2 separate regions of the Podarcis muralis genome follow, and region 2 is linked to region 1. A link is a contact called in public Hi-C data. All regions are on one chromosome and are shown on one strand. The core of a region is the stretch at or near the end of the contact, and the rest is flanking DNA. Distances in the headings are between cores, read along the strand shown. Region 1 holds the start of IGSF3 (immunoglobulin superfamily member 3). Region 2 holds the start of TIMMDC1 (translocase of inner mitochondrial membrane domain containing 1).

What was found. Hi-C and Micro-C count contacts between places; a contact is called where the count stands out from the background.
Region 2: a contact with region 1 is called in a Hi-C map of tail, with 3 times the contacts expected there. The contact joins the promoter of TIMMDC1 here to the promoter of IGSF3 in region 1. A contact is called at or near these places in 2 of 3 Hi-C or Micro-C datasets (blood and tail).

What each region holds. Positions count from the first base shown.
Region 1 is chr4:42,359,960-42,365,446 of rPodMur119.hap1.1, reverse strand. It overlaps IGSF3 (immunoglobulin superfamily member 3), which reads right to left and starts at 3,476. Exons shown (of 11, transcript XM_077927253.1): 1 at 3,049-3,476; 2 at 1,609-2,405. The coding sequence starts at 1,690.
Region 2 is chr4:42,545,268-42,550,754 of rPodMur119.hap1.1, reverse strand. TIMMDC1 (translocase of inner mitochondrial membrane domain containing 1) reads left to right here and starts at 2,062. Exons shown (of 7, transcript XM_028726884.2): 1 at 2,062-2,281; 2 at 2,600-2,765; 3 at 3,910-3,998; 4 at 5,087-5,154. The coding sequence starts at 2,127.

The DNA.
Region 1 (5,487 bases), core at 2,227-4,726:
TTATAAAAGCCACACTAGCTGCTTGGCTCATTTTCCTTCAAGTATTCAGAACTGCCTTTTTAAAAAGTCATAGTGGATAGTCGCCCAGAGTGGCTGGGGAAACTCAGCCAGATGGGCGGGGTATAAATAATAATAATAATAATAATAATAATAATAATAATAATAATAATAATTATTATTATTCCATGGCTGGAATGGGGAAAGAGAGATCTTATCAACAAAGCACAAACATTTTTGCTCATCTTCATCAACCACACTCCCCATTCCAGCCATGTATTCTGCTGCATTTTCCCTATCCCTGGTTTTATTCAATAAGCAAACTGTGTAATTGCCAGACTAACCATGTGAACCTCGCCGGAGACACATGGGATTTTTTCACTGCCTTGCATTCAGTCCCTCTTAAACGTGTACAAGAACAATTACAGCGTTGTAGCATCTCTCATCCAGAAAAATCACAATGCACTTTACGGAACTACATACAGTTTCGCTTCATCTACCCATAGTCACTTCTGGGATATGAACAGCAGCTGTTTAAGAACACAGGCAAGCATTGCAACAAATCACTTGATAGCAGACAGCGAAGTATATTGTACCGAGAGCGTCCCTTGTTCCCCGAGTTGGAATTTAGCCAAATCACTACTTCTACTGTTGAGGGGGGGTGGGAATTCCCAGAGGGCAGCTATCTTTGTTGTTTTACTTTTAAAAGCCTAGAAGGCTTGTGGTGCTTTAGACATCAATAGAATTATTGTAGCGTACGTTTTTGTGGACTAGAGCCCACTTCATGCACAGGCAGAGCTATCCTGGGGTCAGGGGTGCGCAACAGCAGGCCCACCATCACATCCCAGGTCCTGCTGGCTCATGCTGGTTGGCACAGGAGGGGTGGGGAAGGTTTAGACATATTCTCTATGTCAGCTCTAGGCTGGTATAGCTGACTGGTACCCTCAGGGCATCCACAGGATACATTATCTGGAAAACTGGGGTTATAACTCTCCACCAACTGGGGCCCCACTAGCAGTACTACTCTTCTCTGGCAGAGGCCAGGAGGCACCAATGGGCCATCTTAATGCCGCCCCCTCCAGTCATCAACATAGGGGGAGTAGCATTGCACCCCTAGTCCACCCATGCTTATGGCACATGCCACAATCAACATGTTAAGTCTTTGCGGTACCACCGTGTTGCTTTCCTTGCAAAACATACATTAACCAACTGGCAACCTCACATCTTCTGTTGCCCGCTGGCTCCGTACTTGTCCTCAAAACTCAAATACTTCCTTCAGCATGAAAGCCCTGCTGACTGAATTCAATTCTGCATGTGGCATCCCAAAACCAGACACAATTCTATTTAAAGCACAACAGAAAAAGGGCTAGAAACGACAACAATATAAATTAAGCGAGTTCATGATGAGAAGTCCCCTGTCTTTAAGTTGCAACAACAACAACTCTGCTTTTGGAGGGAAACAACATGATGTTATATACCAGAAGGAACTGCCCAGAAGATTATGATAAAAGGCAGACTTGCTATAAGAAAGCACTGCTAGATGGGGGGGGGGGGTTAATGGTGAGTTTAAAACTTGCCAGGGACTGTTGACAGAGAATGGCAGCCTCTTACCCAGTAGCAGAAGAGATGTCAGCTCCAGCAGAAAGCACCTCATCTTTGTAGAAGAGGGGAGATAAAAGGGCATCACTCTCATTCCCAGTTCACCTCTTGCTTATTCTTTTATCTTCAGCTGTCAACCGCCACCTGGTTTATATTTCCAGAAAAGAGTGTTTTGGTAGAGTCGAAACACACCGGGGAGGGGGTACGGAAGATAACCAGCAGGGGGAAGGAATAATACTAAAAAGACAAAGTGAAGGGCAAGCTTAGTGGGAGGCGTGAATGTTTCTTCAGATGCTAAATGATTATTCCAAACAGACACCGTTGCTTTTCCAACACATTGTGTTTTGCAGCATCTACTTTGATTTCTCCTACTCCCTCTCCCACAGCACGGTAAAGAAGTACTGTACACAGTTCCTTGCTTGATCAACCCTCTCCGTAAAGAGAAAGGTGCAGGAAGATCCGTCTCTCGGCTCAAGAAGTGGCTATGTGTCCAAGGATTAACAACCTGGGCTATTTTGCAAGCTCTTCACGTGCACAAAAAAGAGCCCGAAGGGTCAGGTCTGCCCACATCCGAACCAGTTTTGTAGGTGTCTCTTGCTAGTTTTCCTGGACGAGAGGGAAAGCGAGGCTGAGAGCGTCCTCTTGCACGGACTGCATCGACAGTTCGGGAGGGGCTTCGTCTCTTCGGCTTGCTGAACTGTAAGGATGGGGCAGATCAGCAACCCGAGCTGGGATGGCCCCGTTCAGCAGCTGCTCGCGCTCAGTTTCGCTCGCTCGCTCGGGTGCCTACAGCTCAGGTCTGCTCCTCCCTAGAAAAGAAAAAAAGAGGCAGGGAAACTTATAAAGCTAAGGCATAAATTGTTGCTCCTTGCTGCTAACTGCCTCTCCAAACACGCGGTGTGTGTGTGTGGGGGGGGGTACATACAGAGACGAAGGGGCGGGAAGAAGTGGGGGCAGACCGAGCACCAGTTCCCGCCCCGCCGCCCCTCTAAGACCCCCATCTGCGCGCGGGGAAGGAGACCAGCCCGCTATTGTTTCAGCCTCACGCGCAAGACGGCCGCCTCCCCTTTCCCCAAACTGGAGGAAGGGCTGGAGCAGGGCGCCCTCGAGAAGGGAGACCGGCGGCCCGGAGCTTAGGCGCTCTCTTTCTCTCCCCTTTCCCCGCCCTCCGGTCATAAAGCCAAGCGTAGCCCACTTTCCGCGCGCCACAAACACCCCTTGAAAACAAGCGCCTCGCGCGCCCGGCGGGTCCGGGAGACCAGGGCGCGCTCCTCAAGGGGGTCTCTCTCCACCCGCGCGCTCTTCCTGCCGCCGACCCACCCTAGCCACTCCCTTGCCCGGCTTGCTCGGCTCCACGTGCCGCGGCGACACCGGCATCCCCTCGGACTCTTTCCCCGGTACGGCTACTCGCCGCTCGCCTCAGCTTAGCTCTCCGCCCCGCGAGGCGCCTACCTGGCCGCTCTGGCTGTTTCCCTCAGCCCGCCGCCGCCGCTGCTGCTGCCGCCTCTCCTTCGGCGTCTCCGCTCGGGCTTCATTCTCTGCTCAGAAGCTGCTGCTGCTGCTGCTGCTGCTGCAGGGGGTGCCAAGCGCTTCCTCCCGGTCGGGAAGCTCCGCCTTCTCCCCCCTGCGTCCCTCCTCGTCGGACTCGTCGTCCTCCCCTCGCTGCTTCGTTCCCTCGCCGCGTCCCTCCCCGCTTCTTTCCCGGCTCACCTTCAGCTCCAGGCGGGCGCTGGCCGGTGCGAGAGAGAAAAGAAACGGGGCAGGGAAAAGAGCGCGCGCGCGCTTCTCTCTCTTTCTCTCCACAATGGCCCAGAAGCGAAGGAGGCTTGGGGAGTGCGCCGCGGAACCTGGAATGGGATCATATTTCACCCCAGGCTGTTGTGAGCCTTTGCTTCCAGCTGGCAGCGAGGTATAGAGCAGGGCGGGAGAGAAGGATAAGCCTCCCTTTCAATCATTAACCATTGCGGGCCAGTAAAAGCAATCACTGCACGTATGTCAGGCTAGACCGGTAGAAGGCCGGGTTGGCACCTTTCCCCTCTAGTGCTGCTTCTTGTGTTGTCGCTTAAGAATTAGTCCTAACAGGACAATTTCGAGAACCCAATATGGTGAGCATAATAATTAAAACACACACCCCATTAGGTTATAGGGCTTGTCCCTTCTGGGGTGCTTTGAACTGAAAATTTACAGTTTTAGAATTAGTAAGGCTGTGGGAGCAAAGGAGACACCACATTCCAGTCCTGTTTCCGCAGTTCTGATAACAAACGCAAAATACTGCAGCCCCCATGACTTAAAACTGCTTTGTATTTGGAGTAGTCCCGCTGGGAGTTGCTCCAAGCTAAGTGGTTTGGAGAAAACAGCTGTCAAACGGCCAACAAGTTCCACCCACTCAATAACCCGTTAACAACCCTTGTGTGTTGAAGCACAGTGTGAAACAATAAAAGCGAACCTGGTCAACAAAAGCCTGCGATACTTCATAGAGTGGGATGTTAAGAGCTACGATAATGGGACAAGTTCTATCCCTAGATACCTGTTTTAGCAGTGCAGTGGTGTGCCTTGGGTGTACTGCTGCATCATGCATGTTGCAAGAGCAAAGGTGACTGTGCATTTACGCATGAAACACAAGTTGCAGCATGACCTGGCACAGCACAAAAGACTTGTTACCGGTTCTTACCTGTGGGACCAAATATTCTGGAAGTGAAAACGGATGCTTCCAACTGAGTAGCATGGGCGAATTAACTATGTTGAAATTCCATATGCTGACTTGGCCATAACCAAAGTTCTTTTGAGTCATGATGTTATAACGTAAGATGTGTCTAATGTGGGAAAGAGTGAAACAGCAGGTTTAGAGCAAGTTCGTGCAAATAAAGTGGGCCTTTCCTTTTCCTAGGAAATAGATGGAGGAAGTTCTGTGCTGAGTCAGCTGAATGGATGACGCAGTGGCGCAACATGAATAAGGGATGGAGGGGATGGGTTGGGCAGGGTGGTACAGAACTGGTACATGAGCCAACCTGGCCCAGTGCTAAATTTCCAGTTCCAAGTTTTAGGATTCAGCCAACTCACTCTGAACATGTATATAAACATAAATTTATTCTAAGGGAAGTGTACTTAAAGGAGGTTAAATGGAAGGATTGTCTCCTCCCACATTTACCTACCCAGAGGCTTCGATCATCTTCTGAGCAGTGGCGTAGGAAGGGGGCGGAGGGGGTGGTCTGCCCAGGGTGACAAGATGGCCCCTGACTCCCCCTGGCTGTAGAGCTAACAAGGGCGCCCGCAGTCCGTATGGGCGCTGCTCACGTGGTGTCCGTATGGGCTGCCGCTCTCATGCGCCGGCCGTACAGGCATCCGGACGGACTGCCACTCTTGCCTGTATGGCCGCTGTGCAAGTGGCAGCCCATACAAACTGTGCACGTGCAGTAATATCAACTGATTGATAGGATGCCTGGTCCTAGAAAGAACTGTGGAGAGAAAGAAATGTATTTGTGGTGTTAGGAAACAAGTGACAGTGCCAAAAAGAATTGGATCTCCAGTGGATTGTATATATTTTATGTAGCATACCCCTATACTATTTTAATGGAGCATTTGATATTTTTAACCAGGGGTAACCATAGAAATATGTATTATAGGATATTTGGAAGAAGCAGAAAATTAGCAAGTGCCGTCAGAAAGCTTATTTAGCTGTTACACCCTGCTCAGTCTTCTTTCAGACTATTGCATTCATGCATAGTAACAATAGTATATATAAAGAGACCATGGAAATGACTTTATAGCATTATAATATTAAGCCCATTTCAGTTAAATTAGATTATTATAATAAGCACAGTCTGTTAAAGACTGTTAATAGGCACCTGTGTGCTCTGTCTGGATCCCCTTAATCTCTGTCAGCTCTTTCCT
Region 2 (5,487 bases), core at 813-3,312, 190 kb before region 1:
ATACAAAATACATAATAAAAACAAGAAAAAACCCACAAACCAATAACCGCCCCCCTCCCCACATCCTCCTATGAACACATTTAAAAGGGATATAAGATGTTAATCAGCCAAAGGCCTGATTGAAATGTTTTTGTCTGGCACCTAGAGGTGTATAATGAAGGCGCCAGCAGAACCTCCCTAGGGAGAATATTCTACAAACGGAGCCACCTCCGAAAAGGCCCATTCCTGAGTTGCATAGCTGTCAATTCTTGCGAGGAATCCTATTCGGAATAAGGGAATTTCCCTTTAAAAAAGGGAAAAGTTGACAGCTATGCTGAGTTGCCGTGCTCTGAACCTTTCATGGAGGAGGCACACAAAGAACAGCCTTAGATGGTAATCACAGGATCTGGGTAGATTTATATGCAGAGAAGTAGTCCTTAAGGTGTTTTGGTCCTGGCCTTGGGCCTAATGTATTTCACAGGGCTGAAATAAATAGTCACAGCCATGTTCCTATACAACCGAAGAGTATACAGTATGTAATATACAATAATTACACAATAATCTTATACATGCTGCAGAAATAGTAACAGGTTTTTGATCCTCCGCACCCCTGGATCACTGCTATACAGGCCTGCACTCACTGGGAGGCGGTGAGAGAAAATTTCATATGCCACAGAATGCTATATTAATTACTGGTTGTGTCTCCTGAGTATGGCGTGTGTGTATTGTAGATATTGGAAACTGGTGCTGCATAGTATTCCTCATTACCTTCCTCACTGAGCTTATAGATGATGGGGAAGAAGAAAAAACAGCACGACACTAAAACAAATTTGCAGATGCTGTGTAAGGAAGAGGGACCAATACCAGACATGGAAGAATTAACTCAGGAAATCAAACTACCGTATGTGGCATTATTGTGCTGGATAAGAAAGAGGAGGAAGAATGTTAAAAAATGAGACAAAACCCTAAATTTATCTTCAGTGAAGGGAATTAATCTGGTATGTTCTAAAACTCATCTTTAAATGATCTTTTAGATTAAAAAAGAAAAACCTGTTTTGATGGCTGAATTAATACTGAAATTCGATTTTTTTAAAGCATCGTGACAACAAAGAACCTGGGCAACCGACACATCATGCCCTACATGATATAACAAGCAATGAACTACTTGTATTTTGTTTCTGTCACAAATGTGTTTTGGGCTGGTGAGAAAGGTTATAAACTTAAGGATTTACTTTACTGCTCTATTCCAATTACGTATTGCAATTTGCCCATTGGGTAGCTATGTGTCGGGAAGCTCAGGCAGCAAGCTTTTCTTGTTTTCTTTTCCATTCAGGATAAGAGCATGGAACTTTGCTCAATGATGAAAACTAAGGTAACTTTAAGTACAACTGCTGCTGACAGTGGGTATCACTGGACATGATGGAACTTATTTTTAATCAAAAGTGCATAGGATTGCATTACATATTTACCCTTAGTACAGTTAAAAGAACCTTGCTTTAAGTTCCTCAACAGAATTTGGAGCAAGTTTGCACTGTAGTCTCCAGTAGCAGTGCTTTTTAAATATAGCTGGAAGCGTTAAATCTTACTAGCTTTGCCTTGATAGGCTTCGTCAAAGGGAAGGAATACATACAGCAGTGGACGTATATCGTTCCGCTTTTTTTAAAAAAAAGCCAGAGCAAATAAGTCGTCTGCAAAAATAGACAGGGCTCTTGAGCCTCAACAGCCGTGCAAAAAAGGGAATTTCCGCTTGTCGTGCCCCAATATTAATATCTTGCCACCACGCTCTTTTTAAAACCCCAAATCCTTTCCACTCCATCGACAATAGGGGCAGAGGAGGTGCAACAGAGTGTGCACGGCGCTTCCAGCAAAGCAGCTGGTCAGGATTGCGCACGCGCAGTGGCGGGAATCCATCACCTCCCTCCCCCGAGCTCGCGCCGCCTCCCGCTTCGCATAACCCACTGGCCGGGGGTTGGTGGTGGGGGCGGCGGGTGGAACGGAAATGCTTTCCAGCCGGGGAGTTGCCTGCGCTGCGTCCTCCAAGGCACCAGGGCGGCGCGCTCCTCCTTGGCCCACTTCCGGCACAGCTGAGTCCTCGAGGGAAGGTCCTGGGAAGCGGCTTCTGGGGGAGAGCGCTCGGCTGTTTGGCTATGGAGCCGCCGCTGGCGCCGCCGCAGGGGCCGGTCCGAGTCTCGGCTGCCTCTTCTCCCGCGCTGGCCGCGGGGCAGCCCAGGGCTTTGAGCAGGCCGGAGCCGCCGGGCTCGGGCTCGGGCTGGGAGCGGGTCCGGGAGCTCTTCCGGCGAGAGTAAGCCCGAGGGTTTTGTTTTGCAAGAATGCGAGGGTGTCCCGGGAAGCGGCAGGCGCCCCCGTCTCCTTGCAGCCAGGCGGGGCGGGCGCGGGGCTGGCAATGGACGCGAAGGCAAAAGCTCTGCTGAAAGCCCACTCGCATGCCGAGTTAAGTTGTCTCGAGCCTCACACGGGCACTTTCAGCCTCTGTTGATAATGTGGCTTCATTTAACGCTGGGGTTGCATGGGGGGGGGGGGGGTCGGGATTTCTGAAACGTGAAGGGGGCTTTTTATGTCCAGAAGACTTGCGTTCTCATCGAAGCATTTTCTCCCGCAGCGAGCTAAATCGGTATCCTGAAGAAACGGTCAATATCATCAAAGCAACGTTTTGCGGGGGCATTGTCGGCATGGTCTATGGCGGGGTACCCGGTTTTATAAACGCCAAGAGACGGTACATTGAGCAGAGCCAAGGAGAGATTTTCCACAATCGCTTGGATGCTGCGGTACGGACAGATTCCTGGCATGGTAGAGCACACATCGAATCAGTCTTCTCAATAAAGCCGCTACACAAATCTCCTTAAGTGAGCACACTAGGACTGCTATGGACACTTGTCACTAGCACTTCAAAATGTCGGTTGTAGAGCTTGGGAAGGGCAACCAAAACTATCAAGAAGCTGGGGCAACTCACCTGAGAGAAATGTTATGATGTTATGCGCTTTTTAGTTTAGAGAAAGTGCAGGGCATGATAAAGGTGTGTACTTGGTATGGAAAAACTGATTACAGTAGATACAAGTTTTTCCCTTCTCGTATAATGCTAGAACCTGTGATCATCTGATGAAGCTGAATGCTGGAATATTTAGGACAAAAGGAAGTGCTCCTTCACACACCACATAGTTAAGGATGGTATTTGCTGCCAGAAGATGTAATAGTAGCTGCCAGGTTATGTGGCTTTACAAGGGGATTATTCATCAATAATAAAACTGTCGATGGCTACTAGTCATGTTGGCTGCATACTGCCTCCAGTCTTGTTAGTTGGTGTACCTGTGAATAGCAGGAACATACCGTGGAACATGTGGGAATGTGCCATTGTGCTTATGTTCTGCCTGCGGGCTTTCCATAAAGATTGGGTTGGCCACTGTGACAACAAGAAACTGGACTTGATGGGGCTAGATCGAGGATCACAGCCAGCGTTTCCATATTGCCTGGGTTAATAGTCTGGATAATATAACTGAAGGCAATTAAAATGTTTAGATCTGAGATGAGTACTGAAAAATCCAGAAATAAAAAAGCAGGTTATGTGCATGTACAAACGAGCTGAGTGGTCCATAGTTTTGTCAACAGTAAAGCCTGCTGAATTGTTTCTGGTGCAAGGGTCTAGTCCAGAATCCAGACTATAAAGGCGCAGGTGGGGATGTGCATGCAGAAGCAAAATAAATAACTAAATTGTGTGAAATGGGAGATACTGGACTTCTTTGATTCTTTCTGCTTCTAAGCAAATATTTTAGTCCCTATGTAAGATACCTTACTAGTAGGCCTCCTTTTCTCATTAACCTCAGGAATGGTACATATAAAATGTCATTTGGGGCATAATAAAAATTGGTAGTGTGGCCTGACAATGTCTTTAAACTTTTGTAACTTTCTTGATAGCGAACTGCACATCGTGCAGCAACCAGGGGCTTCATCCGTTACGGTTGGCGTTGGGGCTGGAGAGTTGCTGCCTTTGTGGCAATATTCAAGTGAGTATGCTTATTCTTGGTTGGAGGAGGCAGTTCATGTACAATAACTGTTCTAAAATGTTACCATTGTCATATCTGTGAGCAGTTAACTTGCAAGATGAGACAGTTTAAATAGAACCTCTCCTTGTGTCCTTTCCTTCTGACCATCATCACCATCAGATGGTGTAGAGTCTTGTAAAAACAGCTTATCTACCCCCAGCCAATCATTAGGCCTTGCATAAGGCAAACCAACCATTTCTGTTCTATCAAAAAAAGATATGTTGGCATATTGAGAGCTGTGACTGCTTCTCCTCAGAAGGTCTATAGTCATTCTGTAACATCATAGCAGACCAGCTAATAAGAACTCTCAGGCGACTGGTGAAAAACTGTCTATTTTTCTATTTATATCTGGGGTGGGACCAGGGTCTGACTGCGGTGCTCTGGGCCTATATTCAACCCTTATGACCCTCCTCAGACCATAATCCCTCCCAAGCTTTTTCCTTGGTTGGAATGTATGAATGCTTCCTGGACAGAGGATGGGAGAGGGTATGTTGAGAAAGCTTGCATGTGTGGAATGTAGCCTATTAGTGTCCTGTTAGTCATTGTATATTTTTAAGCTGTAATGACTGTTTTATATAAGATCCAGGGATAGGCTTTATTTTACTTATTTTTTTAGTCTGTCATTTATAATTAAAACTCCAATTATTTAAAACTCTTACCTCAGGTAATTGATATTGTCCTTGAACCTGAAATGGCATACTGTACTCAGTATCCAAATTACAGCCTGCTTTGTACATTATTTTTTCCTCTAGTTTCCATTAGTAGAAAAAAACATGCATGCTATCACTTGTGAAGTATGTGTTTCACGTTTTGCCATAAATATATGGATCGGGAAGTGTATATTTTTCCTGTATGTTGCATGTAAACTTTGTCCTGTGTAGAAAAAGTCACATGTGAAATGATTCCAAAAACTCACTGTATCGTCTAAAATGGGAAGAGTTAGCAAAATTTTTAGTCAAGAACTACAGGCCACTGTTTGGACCACCAGAAATAAAAGTCTTTTTCTTTCATTGGGCAGTTTTCCTTATTAATCCTTGTTTTTCTCACAGCACAGTGAGCACTGCTATGTCTGCATACCGTGATAAAAACGCCCTCAGTCACTTTGCCGTTGCAGGAGGTGAGGCGATGATATTTGAATGTTCCGTTTTGAATGAGGCAGAAAAGTTGATTAGAGAAAATTAGTTTCAGAGCTCAAGAGTTCTGCTTCTTGGTCTATTAATCTTCACTTTTTGACCCCGATCAAATTCAAAAATACGTTTTGTTACTTAAAATGATTTTTTTTTTTAACCAGGCAGATCTTTGGGATTGGCATTTCTGTCCTGCTGATTTCAGAAAAACTCATTTCCAAATGTGTATGCTTATGATGACAGCATTAATATTGTGCAAGCTATAGTGGTTCTTTGGTGAAAGGTTCTTAAAGGATTATAATATTAGAGGATTAGTAAATAAT